2 separate regions of the Sus scrofa genome follow, and region 2 is linked to region 1. The links are chromatin contacts, called in public HiChIP or PLAC-seq maps. All regions are on one chromosome and are shown on one strand. Each heading gives the region's core, a stretch centred on a gene start, on an enhancer-like site or on the middle of the called end of the contact. The rest is flanking DNA. Distances are from core to core; before and after follow the strand shown.

Region 1 (2,713 bases), core at 123-2,622:
CAACCACAAAGCGACACACCCAGGAGGGTGAGAGAGAGCCTGGGAACAAGGGAGGAGATGGGTAAATCTGTGGTGGGAGAAAGTGGGGTTCGGGGCAGAACGGAGTTGGGGGGTTCATAGGAAGAGATCGGCTCCCAGTGTGTGGACACTCGGGGAAGCGGCTTGGCTTTGGATGGGTGGAGGGAAGGTGCAGCCGGCGAAAGGCACCATGGCCGGGCGGAGGACCGTGGGAGAGGATCCAGAAGGGTTGAGAGGACGACCTGGGGTGACTGCAGAAATGAGGGTGACTAGGTACATTTCAGAGGAAGAGAGGAGGCTGGGGAGGAGAAGAGTTGGAGTTTGAGGGGTCAGAGGTGCTAAGCTAGAGTGGGGAGTTCGGTATAGAGGTGTGTGAAGAAGGGTCCTGGGACTGAGCAGGGCGGGAGGCTCTGATGCTTCCAGTGTCAGCTGAGCTGGGGCAGAGGGTGAGCTCGGCCCCTTGGAGGCTGGGCCAGGGCTGGAGAGGAATGGTAGGAGCTCTGGGCAGGGGTGTGGAGGCCCGCAGGCCGACGGTGGGCTGGAGAGTTTAGGGGAGAAGATCTTAGTCTGGGAGCCAGAAGGGAGCTCTGGAGATGGCAGGGTGTTCCAGGGGAGAGTGGGGGGGGGTCAGTGAGAGTTGGGGGGGTGAGCCACCTAGGGTTCCCCCTTTTGAAGGTTTCGGGGACTGGGGCTGAAAGGAGGCTTGAGAGGGATCAGTTATCTCTGGGCTCCCGCGAGAAAGGAAAGGAAGGGAGAGCTGAAGGATCCTGGGGAGGGTCCTGGAGTTGGGGGGCTCCCAGCAGGCTCAGAGCTTGTGAACGGGCATTCTGCTGGGTCTGTGTGGGGTCCCGGGTTGGGGGCACTCACTTGGCCTGGGCCTCGTCCAGGCTCTGGTCGGTGATGGTCATTATCTGCTGCAGAATGTCCCCGATGTCTTGCTTCCCTCGGCCTCCCGGGACCCCCCCGCTACCCCCACCGGGGTCTCCGCCACCGGGAGGTTCGCCAGGGCCCCCAGGCTCCCCACCCACCAATCCCAGGCCCCCCCGGCCCCCGCCTGGAGGGGGCGGCCCCAGCAGCCGCTCGTCCATAGTTGGGGGGGGCCCTGAGGCCCCCTCCCTGCTCCGCCCCTCCCCCCGCCTGGTTCCTTCCCCCCCAAACTCGCCGGGGCCGCTGCTCCCTCCACCCCAACCCCCGCCCGTCTCCCCCTCTCCCGGCTCTCCCGGGGGTCCGCCCCGGCCCTGGAGGGAGACCTGGGGTACCGTCTGGGCCCCCCACAGGAGACCCCGGCCCCCGGCGGCGGAGAAAATGGAGCCGGAGAGAGAGAGGAGGCCCAAGCGGGGGTGTGTGAGTGAGAGAGAGAGAGAGAGAGAGAGAGAGAGAGAGAGAGAGGGAGGGGAGAGAGAGAGGAGAGAGGAGAGGGAGAGAGAGGGAGGGAGGAGGGAGGAGGGAGGAGGGGGGAGGAGGGAGGAGGAGGCTGGGGGAGGGGAGCTGGGGAGGAAGAGGAGGGGAGAAGAGAGGAGGAACAGGGAGGAGCTGGGGGCGGAGAGAGACACAGAAACAGAGGAACTGAGACCAAGTGGAGGAGGGGACGAGGGGAGGAGACTGGCCCTTGGGGAAAAGAAGGGAAGGCCCCAGGGATGGACCTCTGTGGCTTGGGAGGGCGCCGTGTTGGGGGCTGGGGGCACCTGCCGCCGGGGTTCTGAATCCGGGTTCTAGCTGATGTGGACTCCGGCCGCGGGAATGCCTGGGTTCACAGACAGCTTAGTTCATATTTCTTCTCCTAATGACTCCCCTCCCTGTTCTACTTAATTAAAACCAGGAGAGGGGGGCTGGGGGGGATAATTAGGAAGGTCTCTAGCCGCTGCTTAATGAGCCAGTAATTAACCAGCCAGGGAGGGGAGCTGGCCTCTGGCCAGACTGGAGAGAGTGGCGGCCTCTGGCCTCACCTTCCTACCCTCCACCCTGCCACCCAGACACCAGTCTTCAGTCCAGAGGGGAATTATATTTATTCACATAACCAAACATCAGACAGTTCAGAACAGCAGTGGGGAGGGAGGGTGGGCAGGGCTCAATGTCCATCCACAGGCTGTAGGCCCCTCAGTTCTGGGGCTGGGGGGGCGATGTGCCAGGGTGGGGGGGTGGGGGGGTGGGAGAAGAGTCAATGTCTCTGCTGTGCCCTCTCCTCCCTTCTTGTTGGGAAGAAGGGTGGAACTGTCTCTCAGGTCAGAACCTCCGGAGATTTGCCTCCTTGGGAGGTGGAGGCCTGAGCCCTCAGCTCCCACCTGGTGGCCAGACTATGGGGGGAGGGTGTCCCCACAGCTCAGGACCAAGACTCCAGGCCCTCCCTGAGATCAGAGGAAAGGGTGAGGTGTCCCTCTGTACCTAGGATCCTCTCCCGGCCTCAAGCTCCCACCTACTTGGTCACAGGGGGAGTTAAATATCCATCCTACCTTGACAATTCCCAGGGTTTGAGGACTTTCACCCCCTCTAGTTCCCAGGAAAGGTGGATGAGGGCAGTGAATATTGAGAATTCTGCTGGTTCTTCCAGTCTCTGGTGCCCCTGCGGGGCAGGGCTCAAGGCCTGCAGTGGGCCGCCCAGCTTTGAACCCCGGGAGTGCAGAAGGGCTGGTGGGAGCTCAAGTCTTAGCAGGTGTGTGTGGGGGGCTGGGACCTTTGCTCCTCCATTCGACCTCCA
Region 2 (3,048 bases), core at 119-2,618, 920 kb after region 1:
AAATACTTCAGAGAGGTCAAATAAGATGAGAACTGGTGCTTCCTGATTTGCCAATTAGGAGGTCTTTGGTGACCTTTGCTAGGACAGCTTCAGTAGTAGAAGAAACGAGCTGAAGAATGGGGACGAGGTTGAGAGAGGAAAATTAAGACCGTTTCAGGTCTTAACTGTGCAGGAGAGCTGAGAGGTAAAAAAGAGTACAAAGGGGATGGTTTCAGGTCGTGACTGTGCAGGGGAGCTGAGAGGTAAATAAGAGTGTACAAGGGGATGCAATATCGATAAGGTTATTTCCTTTCTTTCCTTGTTTTTAGGCTGGGAAACCCATAAAAGGAAGAAGTTAAAAATGCCAATTGGGAGAAAAATGGAGGATAGCTTCAGACTAATACCTAAATGTGACCAGGTCAAAAAAGAAAAATTTCCTTAAGCTGGAGGGGACTTCTGGTACAATGGTAAAGGAACACAGACATGTCCCAGTCGGAAAGCCAAGAGTTCTGCAAGTTGGCCTTTCTGTAATGTTCCGTTTGTGGAGAGTGGGCGTTATGAATTAAAAGTAAAAAATCTGAACCACATTCTGAGGATCAAGGGAGGGAGTATTGCCTATGAACAATAAAAGATCTGCTTTAGCTGGCAACCATCACTGGATCAGATTTTTATGGGTTTCAAGACCGAGCAAAGGGTAAAGCCTTAGAAAAAGCAGAAGTTTTAAACGGTGGAGGCAAGTCCAGAAAAAAAGTAAAAGTGTTAGGTTTTGCAGAAGGCAGAGGAGTCCAAGCACTGGCAGGTCTCAACGAAGTCTTCGTAGATTCGGGGGAAATGAGAAGTTATAAAGTAGCCTAAGACAAACAGGTCAAACAAAATGCCCACATCAACCTCCCGCGCCTCATCTCCCCGCCGCAGGCATGACGAGGGTGGTGATAAAACTCCGTCTCCCGACGTGGAACCACACTACACCCCATCCTGCAAACCCTTAAAACTCCAGGTCCAGGCCCCATTTTCCTCCACTGACAACAGCTGGGCAGCGCGCGTTTCCGCTGGACTCCGGCCAGGGCGTCCCAAGCTGCACCTTACACCTGTGGAAAAGGAACCAAGTCCAGGAGGCCGCCGGCAGTGGAGGAGGGGCCGCTGAGGCGGGAGGTCCGCGCGCGGTGCCTGCTTCCGCCCCACCCACTGCGCGCGCACTGAGCCCCGCCGCGGGAGCTGCGGCGCCCGCCCTGACGCCTGCGCACTACTGCTCTCCCCCGCTGCCTCGGGCTCTACTTTCCCTTCCCCCCCAAGTCGGTCGCACCCTTGCGCCTGCGCTGTGTGGGTTCCCGGGCTGCGGCAGCCATGCTGAACCCGTACGGAGAGGCGAGTGGGGGGGACAGGGTCGACGACAGCGAGCTAGGAAGCCGGGGATATGGAGAATCGGCGGTATTAGAGTACTCTAGGTCTGTGAGGAAAGGTCTGGGCCTTGAGGCTCCTTTGGCCCCTTGGCGCGACCCTCAGGAACCTTCGGAAAACTGGCCCCCGTGGCGGGGGGAGGGGGGGCGGCTGGCACATGACCTGGGTCAGCCAATCTGGGTGCAGCTGACGTGGCCGCGCGGTCCCGATGCTCTCCCCACCCCCCAGCTCGGTCGGGAAGGGAGGGGCTGGGGGCAACGCCCCCTCCCCCAACACAACCTCGGTTTCCGGGGGGGTGACACCCCGGATTACATCCTCCCCCCGCACCAAGCCGAGGGGAACACTGGAGCCCCCCTGGAAGGTTCCAGGATCGAGGTGAGAAGGGGCCCTTGCGGGGCGGGGATGTTGCCAGTCATTTAAGTGCCTAACCAATGATGGGGAGTCCGGGAGGATGATTTTCTTGGGGTTCAGAGAAGAATCCTAAGGATGGGAAGATTTGTCCTTCAAACAGTTTACAGCCAATGGGAGCATGGAGGGGGGCGAGCAGGAGAGGGCCCTCGTTGGGGGAGGGGAATGGCCAACCTCTGTCTCCATACCAATTGGAGGGCAAAGGGGCGTGGGGGTGGTGTGTTCCCCCTCCCCCCATTCCATTCGTCCCTTGGGGGTGCAGGAGCCTGGAGCCAGGTGAGAAGGGATCCTTTTGGTGGCCGGAGGGAGGGGTGACCTAGTGGGCTGAGGAGTGGGAGTGGTGACTAGCTCCTACCCGTAGATGTAAATACTTAGAGTTGACAACCCAGGTTGTGAACTGAGATTGTTCCCAGGCGCCCACTCCCTTTCTCCCCATAGACTGGAAGGAGCATTTCTGTGCTTCCTTTGTGTCAGCGGTAGGGAGATGGCAGTCATCACATGGCATGGTGGAGGTTACGCTTCGAGTCCTTTATCGAATTTGTGTGCATTCACGTGGACCTGGCCTCCGGAGCCTTCGTTGCCCTGGTGGGGTCTTAGTTGAGCATGGGTCTACCCCAAACTGGGGAGGGCTTGCTGGCTGAAAACTCGGGGGTCCCCTGGGGAGCAGAAACCAGGACCAACGTGGGTCTTGAGAAGGGTTGGAAATCGTGGCTTGGGACAGGAGAGAGCGAGTCTCAGGACCTGGAATGATTTCACAGCTCCAAAGGTTTCGGGTTTCTCCAGGGTGGCGTCTTTTGCCTCTTTCACCCCCTCCCCCATTCCTGAACAGATCTCTCCTTGTGTACTGCGGGGGAGGGAACGGAAAGGAGGGAAGAGTTACTTTTCCAAATTACTGAGTAGCAGTGGCCTCCCCTGTGACTCATGTGGGGGAAGGGAGGATTGGAAGGGAGCGGAGAGCAGTGATTTTCCGGAATGCAGGGAAATAAGCCAGAGTAATGTCTGGCTGCCCTTTCCCTTTCTAAGGCTCCGTATTCTCTCGACCTCCTAAATTTTTCTTCCCTGATCGGTCCCCTGATGGGCCTCAGGGCAGATTTGCAAGGCCCCGGGTGGAGAAAAGCAGATTGAGGAGGCTGGGCCACTAGGGGGAGGGGAATGGGGGAGGGGAGAAGGCCTCTGCAAAGTTGCTGTGTCATTGCTTGCCCTGCTGCAGCCTCCCCGGCGGGCTCGGCTGTGCTTTGGGGGCCGAGGCCTGATCGGAGGTGG

What was found. HiChIP or PLAC-seq counts read pairs in DNA pulled down with a chosen protein or histone mark.
Region 2: a contact with region 1 is called in an H3K27ac HiChIP or PLAC-seq map of alveolar macrophages. The contact joins the promoter of BRD2 here to the promoter of PBX2 in region 1. A contact is called at or near these places in 1 of 5 promoter capture datasets (liver), 1 of 47 Hi-C or Micro-C datasets (embryonic fibroblasts) and 1 of 2 datasets of contacts at active chromatin or transcription factors (alveolar macrophages).

What each region holds. Positions count from the first base shown.
Region 1 is chr7:24,225,568-24,228,280 of Sscrofa11.1, forward strand. PBX2 (PBX homeobox 2) reads right to left here and starts at 1,373. Exons shown (of 10, transcript NM_001123157.1): 1 at 886-1,373. The coding sequence starts at 1,106. It overlaps GPSM3 (G protein signaling modulator 3), which reads right to left. Exons shown (of 4, transcript NM_001123119.1): 4 at 2,006-2,713. The coding sequence ends at 2,662.
Region 2 is chr7:25,149,290-25,152,337 of Sscrofa11.1, forward strand. BRD2 (bromodomain containing 2) reads left to right here and starts at 1,369. Exons shown (of 13, transcript NM_001123085.1): 1 at 1,369-1,752.